2 separate regions of the Xenopus tropicalis genome follow, and region 1 is linked to region 2. The links are chromatin contacts, called in public Hi-C maps. All regions are on one chromosome and are shown on one strand. The core of a region is the stretch at or near the end of the contact, and the rest is flanking DNA. Distances in the headings are between cores, read along the strand shown. Region 1 holds the start of krt12.3 (keratin 12, gene 3). Region 2 has its middle 18 kb from the start of krt17.

What was found. A called contact is a pair of places that touch in the nucleus more often than the background predicts.
Region 1: a contact with region 2 is called in a Hi-C map of neurula embryo, with 2.9 times the contacts expected there. The contact joins the promoter of krt12.3 here to the enhancer-like site in region 2. A contact is called at or near these places in 2 of 5 Hi-C or Micro-C datasets (brain and neurula embryo).

The regions. Positions count from the first base shown.
Region 1 is chr10:8,016,221-8,021,790 of UCB_Xtro_10.0, forward strand. krt12.3 (keratin 12, gene 3) reads left to right here and starts at 3,492. Exons shown (of 8, transcript NM_001016659.2): 1 at 3,492-3,911; 2 at 4,351-4,433. The coding sequence starts at 3,504.
Region 2 is chr10:7,604,041-7,609,415 of UCB_Xtro_10.0, forward strand. No RefSeq gene overlaps it. Among named protein-coding and RNA genes, the nearest start is that of krt17, 18 kb to the right of the region's middle. Within about 2 kb of position 1,556, at least 5 of the 11 cell types and tissues checked have an H3K27ac peak or open chromatin away from gene starts, as enhancers often do. A contact at or near this core is called in neurula embryo, where this site is marked.

The sequences.
Region 1 (5,570 bases), core at 2,242-4,741, 410 kb after region 2:
CAAGTAAAGGTTAAAAATTGCTTAATTCTTGGGTGGGTGGGATGGGCAGCAAAGACCCGAAGCTGACCCAGATACCCAGGCAAGGTACCCATGGCCCGCCCAGTTGGTGAATCTGGAACTTTTGTACTCAAAACACAAGCACTTTGTCGGTATTTGAAGGGTAACTGACCTGCTGCAGGTCTTTAGGTCAGGCCGCCTTCAAATTTGTGTCTGTTGAGTTTACAGCATGGATCCATTTTTGAGACAATTTGCAGTTGGTCTTCAATTTTTATTTTGCGGTTTTGCAATTATTTCACTTTTATTCTGCAGTTATCTGGTTGCTAGGGTTCAAATTGTCTTGGCAACCAGGGGGTGGTTTAAATGAAAGACTTAAATATTTAGGAGAGCACCTGAATAGAAATGATTACAATAACCATGAAACCGAAGCCTCACAGGGCAATAGTTTATTGGTTTCCGGGGTCAGCGACCCCCATTTGGAAGCTGGAAAGAAGGCAGAAGAGGAAGGCAAATAATTTAAAAACTATACAAAATAAATTAATATTATTTTTCAGGCAGTTTGTCTTCATATTTTTATTTTGTGGTATTTGCATCTTCGCTCTGAGTTTTCCCTGAACCCGTCAAGCAGAAAGCAGATTCATCCTGAGGCGGCTACTTGGTTTCTGTACATCAGAACTTTCTCCTGCTTATCTTGCAGTCTGTCAGTCAAACCATTGCCTGGTTTCTAGGTGACCAGATCATAATCAAACAACAGTTCCAAAACAAAGTGACATAATTAAAAAAAAAAAAAAAAAAAAAAAGGGGGGGGGTCTTTCTGTAATTTGTATCTTCCCTTTTCTCTGTAATAAAAAACCAGTACCTGTACTTGATCCCAACTAAGATATAATTACCCCTTATTGGGGCAGAACAGCCCTATTGGGTTTATTTAATGGTTAAATGATTCCCTTTTCTCTGTAATAAAAAACCAGTACCTGTACTTGATCCCAACTAAGATATAATTACCCCTTATTGGGGCAGAACAGCCCTATTGGGTTTATTTAATGGTTAAATGATTCCCTTTTCTCTGTAATAATAAAACAGTACCTGTACTTGATCCCAACTAAGATATAATTACCCCTTATTGGGGGCAGAACAGCCCTATTGGGTTTATTTCATGGTTAAATGATTCCCTTTTCTCTGTAATAATAAAACAGTACCTGTACTTGATCCCAACTAAGATATAATTACCCCTTATTTGGGGCAGAATATTCCTATTGGGTTTATTTCATGTTTAGATGATTTTTTTTAGTAGACTTAAGGTATGCAGATCCAAATTACGGAAAGACCCCATTTCCAGAGAATAATATTTTATTATATACAATATATACCAATATACCAGGCAATAGGGCTGTGATACTATATATCCATCAGCCCCAAACACAGTGCAACAAGCCTGTTATTCTGTTGAATCTGAATTTGTTAGAACTTTCCTGCCAAACTGTCAAGCTTGACTGACAGCACTAATTTCTGATAAGTCACAGCCGCCACTCACACTTTTTTTTTTTTTACAAACAATTCACAAATTTGGAAGAGGAATGCTGCTCTGTATTCTTTTAATTACTGCCCCCCCCCCCAGGCCTGGATCAACCTGTCCAACTGGAGCAAGTTCTGCAGCACCCTGGCCTCCTTCACATAATTGTGATGAGTTTTATCTAACCTAATTCCATTCATTTAATTAATTACTGCAGTTTGACTGGACTATAAAATTGATTTATTGTCACTAATCACTACTGTTAATTATCTAAATACAGTTGTGGGGCCTGCGTTCCAGAATGCTCGGTACCTGGAATTTTCCGTAATCTGGATCTTCATACTATACATTAAACCCAATAGGGCTGTTCTGCCCCCAATAAGGGGTAATTATATCTTAGTTGGGATCAAGTACAGGTACTGTTTTATTATTACAGAGAAAAGGGAATCATTTAACCATTAAATAAACCCAATAGGGCTGTTCTGCCCCAATAAGGGGTAATTATATCTTAGTTGGGATCAAGTACAGGTACTGTTTTATTATTACAGAGAAAATGGAATCCTTTTTAAAATGGAGCCTAGAGTACTTGGCCAGAGTACTGTCTGAGCCAACATGAAAGGGAAGCCGAGGCTTTATACCTGGCCAATGGTCGGTGTAAGTACAGGGTTCTCTTGAATGGGGCAAAACCATGGATGCAGGACACTTGTAATTAGCAACCCCTTGCTTGTAATTAGCAAGGGGTTGCCTAAACTACAGGACTGTGGCCAACTGGAATTGGGGCTCTCCAGCCCAAAGGGAGTGTAATATAGTACTTTAAAAATATTGTTGTAATTATTGACATCATTCCTATCAGTCCCTGCCCCAGTGAGCTTACAATCTAAGGTCCCTATCCCATTCCCATCAGCCCCTGCCCCAGTGAGCTTACAATCTAAGGTCCCTATCACATTCCCATCAGTCCCTGCCCCAGTGAGCTTACAATCTAAGGTTCCTATCACATTCCCATCAGGCCCTGCCTTAGTGAGCTTACAATCTAAGGTCCCTATCCCATTCCCATCAGTCCCTGCCCCAGTGAGCTTACAGTCTAAGGTCTCTATCACATTCCCATCAGTCCCTGCCCCAGTGAGCTTACAATCTAAGGTCCCTATCACATTCCCATCAGTCCCTGCCCCAGTGAGCTTACAATCTAAGGTCCCTATCACAATCCAATCAGTCCCTGCCCCAGTGAGCTTACAATCTAAGGTCCCTATCACACTATGGCAGATATTCCATGTTTGATATTACATAGGGAACTGTTCCGATTAATGTAACAGCTCCATTATGACAAAGAGAACATTAGCTGATTGAATGATATCTATAAGTGGTTATAATGACATGAGTGTAGCTTATACTGTACTGGCCCCTAACTAGATATTCAGGCCTTACCTGTTTGCCCTTGCATAACTCACCTCTAACTAACGCTGACCCCTGTGACATTAGGAAAATTGCTGAAGATAATTTAACATGTTCCCTCGTGCCTTTAAAGTTTCAAAAACACTCAAGTTGAAAATAATGTGTTTTTTTTTTTCTATTATACGACAACGAAAATATTTTGGGGGGAAAATTAAAAATCATATGTTATTTCACTCATTTAGTTTCCTATAAATTGTAGTGAATTATCACGGAAAGAAGAAGAAGAAAAAAAAAAAAGCTGGTAGAAGGAAGCCTGGGGCAAGGTGAGAGTGGGGCTGCAAGAATTTACCCCTCCCAGTTTGTAACCAAGTTAACAAACACCCTGGGGCCACATAACTGAGAGAGATGGATAATTGCATTGGATCAGCTTGGTGACCTGGACAAAAAGAAAAGAATTTTCCTTATTGGAGGCCGTCAGGTTGGGGAAAGGACCACCCACCCCAGCAGGGGTATATATATGCGTGGTCTGGAAGCAGAAAGTTGCATCCTTGCTCTCTGCTTTGTCCTAGCTGACTTGTCGGAGAATATCTACCAATAAACAGCCATCATGACTTCCTATAGGTCCAGCTCTGCTTCATACTATTCAAGCTCATCCGGCAAAGGTGGCTTTGGAGGCAGCAGCTATGGAGGCAGCAGCTTGGCAGGCAGCGGCTTTGGAGGAGGCTTTGGCAGCGGTGCAGGCTCTGGCTTCTCATCCTCTGGGGGTAACTTTGCCATGGCGGCGGCAGCCAGCTCCAGCTTAAGCAACTTCGGTGGAAATGAAAAGCACGCCATGCAGAACCTCAATGACCGCCTTGCTTCCTACCTGGAGAAGGTCAGAGCCCTGGAAGCCTCCAATGCCGACCTGGAAGGGAAGATCCGCACTTGGCACGAGAAGCAAACAGGCACCGGCCTTGGAGCTGGGTCTAAAGACTACAGCAAATATTTTGAGATCATCAGTGAGCTGAGGGGCAAGGTAGGTCTTTTTTTAATCTTTTTGAAACCTTAACTACGCCATCTTCCCAATATATTTAGGTTTGAACAGAATATTTCATTCATTTTAGATTCTTAATTTATGGCCGGAGAGTTTTGGTTTTATCCATTTATATCAACTAATTTACACACGTTTCAACATGTCACTGTATTGATAAATGGACAATAACGGTTGTAAATGTTTGTTGAAAATCAGGCCTTAATTGAATTAATAGCCTCAGTTACATTAACTAAGAGAAACTATTGATGTCTGTGTGATACTGGCAAGTTGTCCGTCCCACTTAGTTATTTAGACACGCCCATAGTCTAAACCGTTGCCTGCCCAAGGCATGGGTGGGGATATAGCCCTATGTACCAACAGATATACAGAATGCACATTGGGAGCAAAAAAAGTCTAAAATCTTCTTCTTAATGTTTTCTAGATCCACGGTGCAACTGTTGATAACGCTACAGTGACCCTGCAAATCGACAACGCCAGACTGGCTGCTGACGACTTCAGACTTAAGTAAGTTCAAAACAATTTAATAATAAAATATCAGCAAAACTCGGGTGTGGTTTCTCCAAGTAGAGCAGGGTGAGGGCGTGGCCAAAAAGGTCCTCCATTGTTCTTTGAATTGTAAATCCTCGGCTATTCATAGGGGTGTTGTTTATACCTAAATAACGGTCATATAACCCATATAACCCTAACATGCATTTAGGAGTAGCTGCTACTAATTATCTGTAACATTATTCTCATCCTTTTTGTAGCCCCAGTCATTAGTTCTTTCCAGCTCCAGTGGAATTTACAATATAAAGTTCCTATAACATCTTATCAGGAGCCAATTACCCTGATTTGAGCTTTTGTAGTGTGGGAACAAACTGGTGTAACTGGAAGAAACCACAAAACAGCCACGCATAATGCCTACTGCCCCAATCTAAGGTCCCTATCACATTCCCATCAGTCCCTGCCCCAGTGAGCTTACAATCTAAGGTCCCGATCACATTCCCATCAGTCCCTGCCCCAGTGAGCTTACAATCTAAGGTCCCGATCACATTCCCATCAGTCCCTGCCCCAGTGGAGCTTACAATCTAAGGTCCCTATCACATTCCCATCAGTCCCTGCCCCAGTGAGCTTACAATCTAAGGTCCCTATCACATTGAAACCACAAAACAGCCACGCATAATGCCTACTGCCCCAATCTAAGGTCCCTATCACATTCCCATCAGTCCCTGCCCCAGTGGAGCTTACAATCTAAGGTCCCTATCCCATTCCCATCAGTCCCTGCCCCAGTGAGCTTACAATCTAAGGTCCCTATCACATTCCCATCAATCCCTGCCCCAGTGAGCTTACAATCTAAGGTCCCGATCACATTCCCATCAGTCCCTGCCCCAGTGAGCTTACAATCTAAGGTCCCTATCCCATTCCCATCAATCCCTGCCCCAGTGAGCTTACAATCTAAGGTCCCTATCCCATTCCCATCAGTCCCTGCCCCAGTGAGCTTACAATCTAAGGTCCCTATCCCATTCCCATCAATCCCTGCCCCAGTGGAGCTTACAATCTAAGGTCCCGATCACATTCCCATCAGTCCCTGCCCCAGTGGAGCTTACAATCTAAGGTCCCTATCACATTCCCATCAGTCCCTGCCCCAGTGAGCTTACAATC
Region 2 (5,375 bases), core at 306-2,805:
AGGCCAGACTGGGGGTGAGTGAGTGTAGGACAGGCCAGACCAGGGGTGAGTGAGTGTAGGACTGGCCAGACTGGTGGGTGAGTGAGTGTAGGACGGGCCAGACCGGGGGTGAGTGAGTGTAGGACGGGCCAGACCGGGGTGAGTGAGTGCAGGACGGGCCAGACTGGGGGAGAGTGAGTGTAGGACAGGCCAGACCGGGGGTGAGTGAGTGTAGGACAGGCCAGACTGGGGGTGAGTGAGTGTAGGACGGGCCAGACCAGGGGTGAGTGAGTGTAGGACTGGCCAGACCGGGGGTGAGTGAGTGTAGGACTGGCCAGACCGGGGGTGAGTGAGTGTAGGACTGGCCAGACCGGGGGTGAGTGAGTGTAGGACTGGCCAGACCGGGGGTAAGTGAGTGTAGGACAGGCCAGACCGGGGGGTGAGTGTAGGACAGGCCAGACCGGGGGTGAGTGAGTGTAGGACTGGCCAGACCGGGGGTGAGTGAGGGTAGGACTGGCCAGACTGGGGGTGAGTGAGTGTAGGACTGGCCAGATCGGGGGTGAGTGAGTGTAGGACTGGCCAGATCGGGGGTGAGTGAGTGTAGGACTGGCCAGACCGGGGGTGAGTGAGTGTAGGACAGGGCCAGACCGGGGGTGAGTGAGTGTAGGACAGGCCAGACCGGGGGTGAGTGAGTGTAGGACTGGCCAGACCGGGGGTGAGTGAGTGTAGGACTGGCCAGACCGGGGGTGAGTGAGTGTAGGACTGGCCAGACCGAGGGTGAGTGAGTGTAGGACTGGCCAGACCGGGGGTGAGTGAGGGTAGGACAGGCCAGACCGGGGGTGAGTGAGTGTAGGACTGGCCAGACTGGGGGTGAGTGAGTGTAGGACAGGCCAGACTGGGGGTGAGTGAGTGTAGGACAGGCCAGACCGGGGGTGAGTGAGTTTAGGGTGAGTGTTATGTAGTTGCCCAGCTTGAATGTATTGCAATATAGGGACAAACAATCCCTGTTTTGCTTAAAGGGGAGGGCATTGCTCGGCAAGAGTGCGAGTGCAGAGGGGCTCTTGTTGTTGTCTCTTTCTGTCTGTCTGTCTGTCTGTCTCTCTCTCTATGTATACACAGGAATGGGACCTGTTATTCAGAAGGTTTGGAACCTGAGATTTTCTGTATAAGGGAATCTTTCCATAATTTGGATCTCCATAAGATAACTCCATAGTCTGCTAAAAAACATTTGCACCAGTGCAAGGGCCAATCAGTACCAATCAGATACTTTTATTACCATAACTGGACTCGACCGATCAAAGCTAAATTCTGATTGGTTGTTATGTTAGAAGGCGCTGCTTATACATGTAACTTATTAAAGGCCCCACAAGATCTGTATATGTGCATGCATGGGGGTTTGATGAGGACCCCTTTATAGAGCTGCCATTTACACAGAGCAGACCCCCCGAGACCTTGAATACAGAGCATAACACGGTTATATTCAGGCTGGAACCTGCCCTACTCCTTCCCCTCCTTCTCCCTGGGGCTGGGGTGTCACTATGTCAGACATGATAATTACAGCCTGCCGGTGCCTGCCCGAGCCGAGCGGCCACATTCCTGGCACACCCAGCGCTGCAACATTGCACAGACCTGTCTGTTCCCACCTATACGCTCTGCTGTGCCGATACAGGCCGGGAACTGCCCATATACACTACAAGGTTGCTGAGCCCCCCAATAATCCCCCAAGTCACCCCCAGTACAGTGCAACTGTGCATCCCACTAGGTTTAGTATCCCATCAGCAAAAACTGGGGCAGGGGTTTGGGCATCACTTCATTCTCTCTCTGCCCCCTTGGGTGCCGTAATGGCTCTAGTTGCCCCAGAACTGACTTTGCAGTCGAATATCTGTGCCATTTACAAGTATTCAAACCCAGACGCTTTCCTCTTGCTGCTTCCCAGCCCTGGCCGGAAGCCATTGACAGTGGGTGGGGGGGGAATAATAATATTTATATTTGCTAGGGGGAAGGTGGCCCACGGCCCAAGTACATTTCAGCCATAGACGATCATCATTTTGCCAAGGAGCCTGGTGCAAGTGCCAATGACCTGCTTGGCAGCACTGTATTCATGTGGGTGGGCCAGAGGTGCATAGGGTGCCCTATCTGCCCCCAAATTTACTGCCTCCTTAATCCCTATGGCAGGCGTTGGGTACATTGCATCCACAGGACTTTGCTTTGTATTTTGCAATGGATTTAAGGGCTGTAATGCCCTATAGTGTGCAATAAAGGCATTTTAAATACATAGGTGCGGTGCTGTTCAAAATCAATTTTCTTCTTGCAATGGCTTTGGCCACAAGGTGCAGGCCAGTGCGGGCCGGCCCAATTACCCACAGGTTGGGTGGGTTCGGGCCGACCTTGGCTGGTCATGGGCGGGTTTGGGTTAAGCTTTTGTGCCTGCTCTCCCTGCCCGGGACCTTATACTGGCAGCTTGTGCCTCTGGATTTATAGGTGTATATATATGTATATATAGGTCTATAAATAGAGAGGAGAAGCCAGGTTGGGCAGAGTTTGGGTTGGGTATAGTTTGGGTTGGGTATAGTTTGGGTTGGGAGGGGGCAGGGGTGCTGCTGCCATGAGTTTGAGACACCGGACAAGTAACAAAGTGCGGCAAAGAGCCCCTCCTGGTAAATTAAAGAGCCGAAATTCTGATTTTTAAATCAGAATTTTGGCTCTTCTAGTGCAGAAAGTGCAGAAACACTCTCTAGAAGAGCCGAAATTCCAATTAAAAAATCGGCATCAAAATCGGCATCAACTTGGCCACCTCTGGGGGCCAGGACCCCTGGGAGGGGTGGGTTAGGGTTGGTTGCCGGCCAAGTTTTTCTCGATCCGCTCATCACCAGTGCAGCGATCACTTACATCCGCTGCCGAAAGTGCTCCGTAAATAAGCGCAATAAGGGGCTTGAGTATGTGGCCCTTAGTGTTGTATTAATGAGCCCTAATATCAGTTCGGGGCTGCGTGGGCAAGCAGGGGCCCCAGTGTAGTAGCCCCTGGGGGTCTGACACAGCCCAGTCTGGCCCTGCATCTGTCTTATAAGGGATTCAGCCCAGTTACCATGCAGAGATTTAGAGAAAATGCAATGTTTGCACTCTGCACTGGGCTCCCATCATCAGGCAGGTTAGATTGTAAGCTCCATGGATCATGGATGGATGTGAATGATTCCAAGCACAATGACAGTACTGACGGACAGACATCTCTGATACAGACAGAGATAATTCTAAGACTTACCCCCATATGTAATAAAAGGCACTAAGTTTGCCCAGGAGCAGTAACCCATAGCAACCAATAAGAGGTTTGCTTTTAAACAGGTGTCCAGTAAATGCTACCTGCGGATTGGTTGCTATGGGTTACTGCTCCTGGGCAAACCTAGTGCCTTTTTTTTTATATAACCCCGCTAATGTCTTGTGAAGACCAAAAAAGAACAGAAGAGCCAATAAAATTAATCAAGGGGACAACAATGTGTTCCTGTATAGGAATTGTATCAGTGCCCTGGGCATCTTTTCTCTCTGAATGTAATTGATAATATAAGGTTATATAATTATATATTATGGGATTATGTCACTATTTATTGAGCCTGCGGGATTGGTCGAGGCTGTCTATGGCATCTTACAGCAGCCCCTTTGGCATTTGCCAGTTTGCCAGTCGGGGCCTGCTGCCCCCTAGCCCCTTGTCAGTGCTAAACCAGGCTTGATCCACCTCCTTACCCTACCTGCCACCTACTGCCCCCTTGTGGTGGTGTTCAACCCCAACTGGAAGACACCAATTATTATCCCCCCTCATTTATTTGGTAAATCTTGGCCATTTTGCTGCCCATTTCATAAGATACAACCCCAACCCACCTGACCTGCCCCCTTCAGTGCATCAGTGAACCCAGTTCTCACCAGGCCCCCTAGTGTTCACCTTAGTGTTAACACTTTTTTCATTATATGTGTTCTTTTTTTATATTATTTAGCTTTGTATGTAGCAGCTCTCTAGTTTGGAATTTCAGCAGCTATCAGGTTGCTAGGGTCAAAATTACCTTAGCAACCAGGGAGTAGTTTGAATAAGAGACTGGAATATGAATAGGAGAGGGACTGGATACAAAGCTAAGTAAGTAACAGTAACAATAACAATAAAACTGGAGCCTCAGAGAACAATAGTTTTTCGGCTGCCGGGGTCAGTGACCCCCATTTGAAACCTGGAAAGAATCAAAAGAAGAAGGTTAATAATTCAAAAACGATAAAATATAAAGACTAATTGAAAAGTTGCTTTGAATTGGCCATTCTATAACATACTATGTAAAAGGCACTAAGTTTGCCTAGTAACCCATGGCAACCAAAAAGACTTTTAAACAGGTGACCAGTAAATGCTTCCAGCTGATTGGTTGCTATGGGTTACTGCTCCTGGGCAAACGTATTGGCTTTTATTACATCACCCCCTAAAATGTAATTTAACGGTGAATTACCCCTTTGATGAGTCCTAATATTAGATGATTCTGTATAGATATTAGTGTGAAAGATTAATACCAGAGCTACGGAACCCACACTTATATTGTAGGAATTAATCCAAAAGGCCAGTGTAGTCCCCTGGGCTGGAAATAGCTGCTCAGAATGACAATACTTTGCTGAATGTAACAGATACGACACTCCTTGTGCGACTGGTTTCTATTGAGCTATAGGAATCTAACACCAGATAGAGAAATGATGGCTAAGCACTTACTATGGGCATGTTACAAAAAACAAATCCCTGCTCCTTATGGAATATGACTCGTCGCTGCCACCTATTGGGGAAACGGAGAACTGTAACATCCCTTGGCAAGAAATGAATCCCATAATCCCCAGCAGAGGGCGCTCCTGGAAAAGGTTTGATCTTCAATAAGCCTCAGTGTATTTATACTGTCTTCCTTGCCTGTGGGTTCTAGTGTTTTAGGTGAATTACATGGGTCACTACTTAAATTTACCCAGCAGCATTAGCCTGCATACTGTATTTTTTTTTTTATAAATAAAAAGGGGTTGTTCACCTTTGATTTAACTTTTAGTATGGTGTAGAGAGTAATATTCTGAGACAATTTGCAGTTGGTCTATTTGTGTTTTTTTAAATTATTTTACTACTTGTTCAGCAGCTCTTCAGTTTGGAATTTTTCTGCTATCTGGTTGCTAGGGTCTAAATTATCATAGCAACCAGGGACTTGCCAAGGTAGAGTTGCAATGAGAGACTGGAATGTGAATAGGAGAAGGTCTGAATAAAAAGAGAAGGAATAAAAAGTAACAATAACAATAAAACTGGAGCCTCACAGAGCAATGGTTTTTGGTTGTTGGGGTCAGTGACCCCCATTTGAAAACTGGAAAGAGTCTGAAGAAGGGAAATAATGAAAAAACTGTTAAAA